Linked DNA regions of Gasterosteus aculeatus: region 1 is linked to region 2. Evidence: chromatin contacts called from public Hi-C data. All regions are on one chromosome and are shown on one strand. Each heading gives the region's core, a stretch centred on a gene start, on an enhancer-like site or on the middle of the called end of the contact. The rest is flanking DNA. Distances are from core to core; before and after follow the strand shown. Region 1 has its middle 13 kb from the start of LOC144388943. Region 2 holds the start of zeb2b (zinc finger E-box binding homeobox 2b).

Region 1 (5,358 bases), core at 530-3,029, 150 kb after region 2:
TGTAGAAGATGAAGAAGAGCTGATCCAAAGTTTATTATTTCTAAAGTTTAAGCAACATCGAACACAAATTCTTTCAGCAAACATCCTTCAAGAAAAGGGCTCAGATCTTTATAATCTGCCCCTTTTTAAAGATGCAATCCGTGCAGATTATCTCCTAAACATGGTCTTATTTGGTGGAGAGGGTCTTAGCGTCGGCGTGATCCCCCGTTTGTCTGCGCGTGTGCTCTTAATGGTTCCCTGAGATTACCTGTCACTGGTGACACTGGCTGAAGTTTCAGATTAAAAGCGGGGGCTCGCGACAACATCTGATTGTGCTCAAGTTTGAACTTAATCCAGCTTTAGTGTCTGAGCACTGCTGTGCGAACCCAATCTGCCCGAGGGACGGGGGGACGGGGGGACGGGGGGGACGGGATGGGGGGACGGGGGGGTGCTGGAGATGGAGACGCTTCGACTTGACTCCTCTCTGGCGGCCTCGAGAGAAGCCGCTCGGAGACGGACAGCAAATGGAAAGCGGCGATTGTCTCGTCTCTGCCTCCCCCCCCGTCCCTGATCTGATTGGGCCGCCCCCCCCCCCCCCCCCCCGATTCGAGGGGCGCCGCCAAAACAAAAGATCACCAATCAGATAGCGGGGGCTCCCACTGAAGTCCCTGGCACGCCATGAATGCTTTGCCCTCTCGTGTGCGCTGGTATCTAGCGGCGAGATTCCCCGTGTCGCTTTTATGTGTTAATCGTCAGCGCTCAGTGAGACCATTGTGCTGTCTGCGTCGCCGGGGGAGCAATCCGCCGAAAGAAGAGCGGCTGTATGGGGAGCGAATGTGAGCGCCGGGGACTGCCAGCACCGTTTCACACGAGCTGAGAGTCGCCTCATCGCCCCGTTGACGAAGGTCCAAGAGTGCGGCGTGGAGCTGGAGGAGGAAGACGGAGATCAATTAACACCTGAGGTTCTTGCTCCTGAAGAGGAGCCAGAAGCTGCGAGTGGAGGTGGGCTGTGGTCCCTCCAGCTCATTCTGCCCGTTCCAACTTTTACCTCCACTTCAAAAACAAAAGGCCCGAAAAAACGTCAGCGAGGCCGTTGAAAGGAATGTTTCATGTATGTTCTGTTCCAGCGTGTCTCTGAATAGAAAACGTCTCCCTGGAAGAAGACGCAGCGCGTTTAAAGAGGCCGATTATTCAGTTCATCACTTTAGATTAAAGACATTTGCAATGGTGGCAGAAACACATGAAATATAAACATTTATGTGTGACAACCTCCTAATATATCAATAGAAACAATGTTCTTCTTTCTACTTTACAGGAAGCTGAACGCATGAAGCGTTCGGCACCTTTAAGAGGAAACCAAAGACTTTGCTCCCGTTGCTGCTTTGAATATGAACAAATGCTCTGACAAGCTGCTCCGCATGCTAATACCTCCCCCGTGTGTGTGTCTGTCCGTGTGTGTGTGTGTCCGTGTGTGTCTGTCCGTGTGTGTGTGTGTGTGTGTCCGTGTGTGTCTGTCCGTGTGTGTGTGTGTCCGTGTGTGTCTGTCCTTGTGTGTGTGTGTGTCTGTCCGTGTGTGTGTGTGTCCGTGTGTGTCTGTGTGTGTGTGTGTGTGTGTGTGTGTCTGTCCGTGTGTGTGTGTGTGTGTGTGTGTGTGTCTGTCCGTGTGTGTGTGTGTGTGTGTGTCTGTCCGTGTGTGTGTGTGTGTGTGTGTGTGTCCGTGCACACTAAGCAGATGCCATTCTGCTGATCCACATCCATCCGTCTGCAGCACAAACATTCCGGGGGCCGCCGGGTCGACCCGTCCTCTCTAACGTCCTCTCTACCCGTTGTCTCTAACCGTCCTCTCTCCCCGTCCTCTCTCCCCGTCCTGTCTACCCGTCCTCTCTCTCCGTCGTCTCCACGTCCTCTCTCCACGTCCTCTCTCCCCGTCCTCTCTACCCGTCCTCTCCCCATCCTCTCTACCCGTCCTCTCCCAGTCCTCTCCACGTCCTCTCTCCCGTCCTCTCTACCCGTCCTCTCCCAGTCCTCTCCCCGTCCTCTCTACCCGTCCTCTCCCCGTCCTCTCTACCCGTCCTCTCCCCGTCCTCTCTACCCGTCCTCTCCCCGTCCTCTCTCCCCGTCCTCTCCCCGTCCTCTCTCCCCGTCCTCTCTCCGCCCTCTCTACCCGTCCTCTCTCCGCCCTCTCTACCCGTCCTCTCCCCGTCCTCTCCCCGTCCTCTCTCCCCGTCCTCTCTCCGCCCTCTCTACCCGTCCTCTCCCCATCCTCTCTACCCGTCCTCTCCCAGTCCTCTCCCCGTCCTCTCTACCCGTCCTCTCCCCGTCCTCTCCCCGTCCTCTGACCCGTCCTCTCTCCGCCCTCTCTACCCGTCCTCTTCCCGTCCTCGGGTCAGCCGGCGTCCAAACGCTTCGGCCTCGTCTCGCGGGTCGATGGACGACCACCACGAGGTCTTAAATAGGACTTTAATGGGACATTGAATGTGGGAATATAAAGTTACATTACAATTATACTAGTAAGATACTGACAAAATAAGTTATAAATGAATATATAAACATGAATAATGTATAAGTTACAAATAAAAAATTGATTTAAAAGGATTAAATGGAAAATATTTGAAAAATATTCTGTATTTTAGACTATTTCCTTTTCACACCAAGTAAAACTTTTTAACGGAATGGGAGCAGACACTTTGACCCCGAGCGGCTGTTTGTGCTAAACCTAATAAACGTTTCCTTTCTGTGTGGAAAGTTCGGCTCGTTCCGACTCAAACTGCCGGCGCGCTCGTTTGCAGAAACCGGTTCAAAGGTTGAACACTTTGAGCAGAAACGCAGCGAAACGTCTGACTTTCCGAAGGAAAAGTACAGTCAATATTGTGGGAGGCTTTAATGGTCAAACATATGCATGTTTTCTGCTCGAGTCGTCCCGCTTTGATGAAGCTCAAACACATTCGGCACCATCCATCAGACGCGGGGGGGGCGGAACAGAAGTGGGGTTTTATTTTATCGACGTGGGAAGACACAGGAAACGAGCTGCTGTCGCTCTTGCATGTCGAGTCCTTCTGTTGGCGCACAAATCCCAAACACTCACACCGTCGCAGGAACTCGGGGGCAGCTGGCGTTCCCACAACGCGCCGCAACCCTTTCTGCTCTGCACCTGGGCGGCTAGCACGCCGGCTAGCACTAGCACGGCGGCTAGCACGGCGGCTAGTAGGGCGGCGCTGCACCTTTGACTTGTGTGTGACAGCGAGGGAGACGGGCAGAATGACTTCCTGCACGCGCGTTACAGGTGCATTCAGATGCCTCAGGCAGTTCCCGTCCAACGCCGTCTGCGAGGCTGCTCCGGGTCGGCGGGGGGGGCTCGGCGCCCGAGCCGCCCCCCCCCCCCCCCCCGGTAAACAGCGGTGAGGGGCGAACATGTTGACGCTCGTGTTGAACATCTGACCCGGCTGGAACCTGCGGCGAGCGGCGCAGCTGAACAGGAGGCCGTCTGGACGGGAGGGGGGAGGAGGGGGAGGAGGGGGAGGCAGGGGGAGCTTGGCTGTACATGCTTGGCTACTTGCCCCGGTCCCATTGACCAGACAGCTGAACTAGCGAGGGAGGGAGGGGGGAGGAGGGGAGCCTCTGCTTTCATGTGTTGCAGGATGTCGGGCGGCACAGAGGTCCGTCCCTTCGTTCCGCTCACGTTTAATGTTCTCACGCGGCACATTGGCGGCACATTGGCGGCACATTGGCGGCCACGCGGCGAGGAGCAAAGACGAGTCAAAGATCCACGAGCTTTACAGGGGCAACAAATGCTCCCTCTCTGCCCTCAGCTAGCGCGCGCGTGACCTGCATCCAACACGCAACGCGACACACGTGTGATGATGAAGCAATCGACCTTATCGAACCCTCGCCGATTGGCCTCCTTTGTGATTCTAATGCACTTCTACACGTGTTGCTCCATTAGGTTTTACATCGAATCCTGTTTTGTGTTTGCGTGTGACGACCTCCCCCATCCTCCCCCATCCTCCCCCCAGGCCGGTTCCAGCCAATCAGCTGCTAATGTGCAGGAACAGGAGAGGGCTGCGCTGGCAGATGGCGTCCTGACCTGGAGACCCCGCCCCCTCTTCAGGGTTCAGCAGCGGGCAGATGACAGGTATCATTTCACGACCCGGCGCTCCGGTCGGCTGCTGACTTTTGTCGAGTTGTTTATTTCAGATGAGCCTCACTTCTAATCCGTCGATAGAATTCAATCTAAATAACGTTTATTAACACATTCTAATAATTGTTAATATCACGCCTTTATTTTGTAAGACAAAAAGTCTCACAAAAGTGTTTTTTGTTTCCTGCAAACACACACGTCGTTTTACACTCGGCCACTGACGCACGCACACGCACGCACACACACACACGCACGCACACACGCACGCACGCACACACACACACACGCACACACACACACACACGCACGCACACACGCACGCACACACACACACGCACACACACATTTATCCGAGGCTCCAACCAGCCGTGTAACTCCGATGTCGGGGCGAATCTGTCTGGCAGAAAGTGCTTTTTGATGAAGTCGTTCATAAATTTTAATACAACATGTCAGATAACATGATGTACGGCGCGGCCACACATTCATATTTCAGACTGAGTGCCGTTGAGCAAACAGCAGGCGTGTGTACGGCGCTCCACCTCAGGGTGCCGCCTGGTTACGCCTGTCACAGAGCCGCTGCTCCTGCTCCTCCTGCTGCTCCTGCTGCTCCTCTTGTTCCTCCTGCTCCTCCTGCTCCTCCTTCTGCTGCTCCTGCTCCTTCTGCTCCTCCTGCTCCTCCTGTTTCTCCTGCTCCTCCTGCTTCTCCTCCTGCTTCTCCTGCTGCTCCTGTTTCTCCTGCTCCTCCTGCTCCTGCTGATCCTCCTGCTGCTCCTGCTCCTCCTCCTCGTGCTGCTCCTGCTCCTCCTGCTGCTCCTTCTGCTTCTCCTGCTGCTCCTCCTCCTTCTGCTCCTCCTGCTCCTCCTCCTGCTCCTCCTGCTTCTCCTCCTGCTTCTCCTGCTGCTCCTGTTTCTCCTGCTCCTCCTGCTCCTGCTGATCCTCCTGCTGCTCCTGCTCCTCCTCCTCGTGCTGCTCCTGCTCCTCCTGCTGCTCCTTCTGCTTCTCCTGCTGCTCCTCCTCCTTCTGCTCCTCCTGCTCCTCCTCCTGCTCCTCCTGCTTCTCCTCCTGCTTCTCCTGCTGCTCCTGTTTCTCCTGCTCCTCCTGCTCCTGCTGATCCTCCTGCTGCTCCTGCTCCTCCTCCTCGTGCTGCTCCTGCTCCTCCTGCTGCTCCTTCTGCTTCTCCTGCTGCTCCTCCTCCTTCTCCTCCTCCTGCTCCTTCTGCTTCTCCTGCTGCTCCTGCTCCT
Region 2 (5,014 bases), core at 2,163-4,662:
GGGAAGAGCCGACGGGGGGGGGGGGGGGGGGGCAGAGGGGGGGAGGGGGGGGTCGTTGGAGCCATAACCGACTCATCTGAACCGAGCTGCAGCAGCCGAGTTCAGACACTGAAGCGATGAAGAGCGGCCTCTGACCCCTCTGAGGCCGAACCTGTGGGCTCCCAGTGCTTCTGCACACCTCCCCCCCCTCGGCCCCCCCCGGCCCCTCCCTCCCACCCCCCCAAGGTCGACCTTCGTCCACCGAGAGGCTTCAAGTGGCGTTTACTGTCATCACGCAGCAAAAAATCAGCTGCAACGCCGCAAAAGCCCGACACACTAAACTAAAGCGGGCGCACATTCCTGCAGCGGGAGGAACGCGGCCAGAAGAAGGACTCTTCTTCCCCCGCGGGACGTCTTCCCCACGCGGGACGTCTTCCCCACGCGGGACGTCTCCCCCGCGCGGGACGTCTTTTCGTCGGTGATTCGACGCGAGATGAAACATTTCATGGTGATTGTTGTGATCGCTCGTGATCGGGCAACACAGACGCTCATAACGAGGGTTCAGGCAAAGATGTAACAAGCCAGTTTGAGAGCGTGAAGCGGGACGTCCCGGATGAGGTCACGAGGCCATGTGACTTCTGACAGTCACAACAGCCCCCCACCCCACCCCCCACCCTGATGATAATGCCTACTAAAAGTCCCCCCAGTCCCGCCCGACTGACGTGTGTGTGACCCGTGCACATATACATGCATGTAAACCTCGTGTGTAATGTACCTCGCCAGAAGGTTAACTCCACCGCCCCCCCCCCCCGCCCCCCCCCTCTCACAGCCACCACCGGACAATAGGCTCAGCAGTGGCCCGGTGATTGCTTCCTTTCAAATGGAAATGCCGGCCGCCTCTCTTCTGCCAGGTTCCCCTAAGCAGTGTACAAATTACAGTTTACAAGGCATGGAGGAGCGAAAAAAGAGAGCGCGCAGATAGACGGGGAGGGAGGGAGGGAGGGAGGGAGGGGGGGAGAAAGGGGAGGAGGGCGGCGAGCGATATCTTTTCTTTCGCTGTTTTTTTTCTTTTCTTTTTTTTAATTCGCCAAAGTGACATGTAAATTAGCCTTTAAGTGCTGCACTCGGGGACGCGATCGCGCCCTAATTGTCACAGTCAATTGTGGCCAACAGTCTCTTCAATCCGGGCAGCTTTTGACAACAAGCACGCCGGGATCAAAAGACGAATCATTGACTCCTCTCCCAGCGCGCACACGCACACACACACACACACACACACACACACACACACACACACACACACACACACACTCTGTGTTCTCAGGAGGGGAAAAGCGAGAGGTGAGAGCGATGGCTTCGCTCGGCCCTGACGGAGCGATAACAGGAAGTGGGGGACGCACAGCGGCAATTTGCTTCCTGCGCCGCCTCACGTCGACGTCCCCCCGTCCCCCCCCCCCCCACCGAATGCAGATAACCGACGCCTGGGACGACAACGCATGGGAAGGGATGGCGCGTCTGCGATGAGTCCTGGCAGGGCCATAAACTCTAAACGGACGCGCTTGTCCGAGGCGGCGCTGAAATACGATGCCGACATTTGAAGCCGCAAACGAGCAAACTCTCATGGAAGAGGCCGCCGGTTCAAAGCCGGCTGCTGCCACTCAGGGTCAGAGGAGGCCAGCTTGCTGCCGTGAAGTTTGCAGTTAGTGGTTTCTATTCGGTGCCCACACACACACACACACACACACACACACACACACTCTCTCTTCTCTTGGCCGTGTTCCGAGGCAGCGACAGCGAGATGTTTCTTCTAAATTACATTGGATTCTGGTTCTTCCAAATAAACTGTTGTTGTAATATAAATGGCCGGTGCCGTTGTATAACATTCCTCTACAGTCAGTTACCTCGTCCTGCCGGCAGTCTGACATGATGAGATTTTCGTATCAGTGTTCTAATACACGCGATCCTCTTCTTCCAGTGAGTGATGCGGGTTCCTCTGGTTTCCTCCCGTAGCGGCTGATGGACGACTAGAGGAACATCTGTGAGACCAGACAAGGTCCTGAGAGGATGTAGACTCTGTGTACAGCGGCGGATATTAAGAGCACGCCGGTATGCAAATGTCTGTCCAGATTAGAGCTACAACAATTATTCAAATGTTTGATTAATTATTCATCGGAGACGCAGTCAATTATTAATTTCAGCCAGCGATAAGTCCTCTTTTCCCCCTCTTCTCAGAGCAAGAAGTTTTCTTGTGGGACCTATCACGGGCTCAATCCAAACCCCTTTATTTGTACAGTAAATGTGCAGGAATTGGTTTGGTGACTCACAATACACAAATATGTGTGTGCACATACACACACACACACACACTCAATCCCCTCACAACAATCAGCAGAACTGCTGACTTCTTTTCAGGGCTTCGCCCTCTATTTAAGCAGCTGATAAAGAATCGGGCCGTGTCGATGTGTTAAGATGATTCCTTTCATGGGGGGGGCGTGCAGCCAGTCCGGTGATAACTGTGAATGTCTAATGACATCTGTTTAATTGTGATTTACTACGGGGCAGGTTATGCATTCACATGTATTAAGAGGAGGTCGTCATCAAACATAATTTAGTGCATTCTCGCCTTTTGAAGTAGCAGCGGACTTACTTGCATTCATTTGAACATCCGCGGTATCATCTTCATCAGCGGAGCGCATTTATTATTCATTTTAAATGTTGATTTGTGCACCCAAACATTTGAGAACAAATACGAATGAAAAAGAATGAAATACACACACATAGCTGGTCCAACTTGAGACGTGCTGGTGGGACTAAACACAGTTTTTATTCCGTTGTCTTTCTGCAGGAAGACGTGGCGCGTTCGTCTTGTTCTTGTAAGAGTCTCGGTCGAACAAGTGGTCATTTGTAGAAGCCTCCGCGCACATTTCAGCTAACAAGAACAACATCAAAAAATCAATACTTTTTGTCTGTGTGCTAGTTTCCTCGTTGGACCGACAGAGATCAGAAAAGAGGTTTTCTCTCTCTCTCGCTCTCTCTCTCTCTCGCTCGTGGAAAATGTGAACTAAATTCATTTTGCATGTTCGCGGAACGCACGCGGGAGCCTTCGCCTCTCGGCCTTTAATTGTCCGTGGGTCTCCGGAGCCGCCGTGGAGCCGCTGCCCGGGGAGAGGAGCCCGGTTTGATGTGATCTGGGACGCCACGGCTCCTCTGTCGTGCATTCACAACCTCTGAACGCCAGCGACGAGCGGCCTTCTAATTAAAAAGAGGCTCCGGCACAAACTGAGCACTTGAGAGGCCGAGCTGCTGCCTCTGGACAGATGTTTTCAATTGTAGAAGTGGATTTTGGGGGCACCCTCTTTCTTATTGTGACTGGGCTGAACACTAATTATTTGCCATCATTTCGTAACGTTTCTTTGTTGCTTTACATCAACAGGACCAGTCGACTCCCCTGCTGTCGGCAGATCTGAGTCACCTCTTACCTAACGTAAGAACGGCGTCCCGCCCAGCACGCGAGGACGGCGTGACGGGGGAGTAAAGCTGCTGAAGAGCTGCTAACCACCTGCAATTACCGAGCCGCTTCCTCCGGTGTCGCTGGAGACGTTGGCCTTCCCGTGCTCCGCCAGATTCCTTTTGAGTGGATTTTATTTTCCTGATAAGAAGCAAACGGTGGAGGAAAAGCTGAGTCACTGTTTAGCTTGGAAAGGAGTCACAGCTGTTTGTGCCAACAATTAGAGAGCTGGCACAAATGATGAGACCTCAGTGTGAGTATCACTGGTAGCCACATCAGTCTGGCTTGCGCTGACCTTTGACCTCCTTCCTGTGGAACCGTATCTGCAGTTCTTATGAATGTGTCTGGATATGAACGGGACTTTTTTTCACTCTGTCCTCCTCTCTCACAGTGATTCTGCACACGTCATATTGGGCCGAGGACCCGCAGCAGGGAGACACATCTGGAGCACACAGGTGAGTTGTTACGCATCAATCTGTATTTCTGACATTCACGTCGTGTGACTTCTGCCCGCGCTGAATCGGGCCGTTGGTGGGGAGCGCCGGCGGCCGCTCGACGAGGTCACGGAGCGGCGTTTGGGTCCTGAGGCGCGTTCCCGCCGTGCGCGTCTCGCTTCACTGTACAGAACCCCGGCGGTGCTGAAAGACGCGTTCATTGTTTTTGAGATTACGGCATCGCTGGGCCGGTGCTCTCTTTGTTAAACATCACGTACGAGACGCTCTGCGATGTGGATGTTTGAGTGTTTGTGCGAGGGCCGCACATGTGGAAATATGCAAATAAATCCAAAAAAATACCAGAAAACCGGCAAAAAAAAAAAAAAAAAAAAAAACCTTTCGGGACTGCTTTTTTTTTTTTTTACCCGTTTTCTTAATTTTTTTTTCTCTCACTTATGTACAAAAAACATAGCAGTGAGTTTATTCGTCTGTTCTGTTACTGCTGCATGTGTACAAAGGGACGATGTAATTACACAGACGCATTCTCTAAATACTACAGAACATTCCTACAAGCCCACCACACCGCTGTGTTTGTGTTTTCTCTGTCAGAAAGCTAAAAGTGGGCCTCTGTTCACACGCACACACACTGAAGCAGAGAGGGAGAGGAAATTAGGATTATAATCTTGGTAATCAGCCGTCATGCCTGAGGCAGACAGCTGCAGAACTACACAGCTCCAATTTAGGTGTTGGACACTAAAAACCATTAAACCCGAGTGAATTTCCACTTATTGGGGTTTTTTGGGGGAAACATTTCAACTTCAGAAAATAAACCAGGGCAGAAAATGTGCTTCAGATTTTTATTTAGAGAAAAAAAAAATACAAACACAGTTAAAAATATCCACTCTTCTTTATTTAAATAATTACAAATTTGTCAGGCTTTTAATCTCATAAATAACAATTTTCCAAAAACATTGTAAACAATTTGTGTTATAATTAATTTCCACCTTTAATCTGGACGCAAAATCATAAAATCCAGATAGAATTATGAATTTGTGCATACGCTGTTTTTGGTACCCCTCCCCTCGTTTAAATC

What was found. Hi-C and Micro-C count contacts between places; a contact is called where the count stands out from the background.
Region 1: a contact with region 2 is called in a Hi-C map of skeletal muscle, with 3 times the contacts expected there. The contact joins the enhancer-like site here to the promoter of zeb2b in region 2. A contact is called at or near these places in 2 of 6 Hi-C or Micro-C datasets (both in skeletal muscle).

The regions. Positions count from the first base shown.
Region 1 is chr1:30,566,897-30,572,254 of fGasAcu3.hap1.1, forward strand. No RefSeq gene overlaps it. Among protein-coding and RNA genes, the nearest start is that of LOC144388943, 13 kb to the left of the region's middle. Within about 2 kb of position 1,780, at least 2 of the 9 cell types and tissues checked have open chromatin away from gene starts, as enhancers often do.
Region 2 is chr1:30,417,901-30,422,914 of fGasAcu3.hap1.1, forward strand. zeb2b (zinc finger E-box binding homeobox 2b) reads left to right here and starts at 3,413. Exons shown (of 11, transcript XM_078102633.1): 1 at 3,413-3,740; 2 at 3,879-3,942. It overlaps LOC120813969 (a long non-coding RNA gene), which reads right to left. Exons shown (of 2, transcript XR_005711132.2): 2 at 2,463-3,628.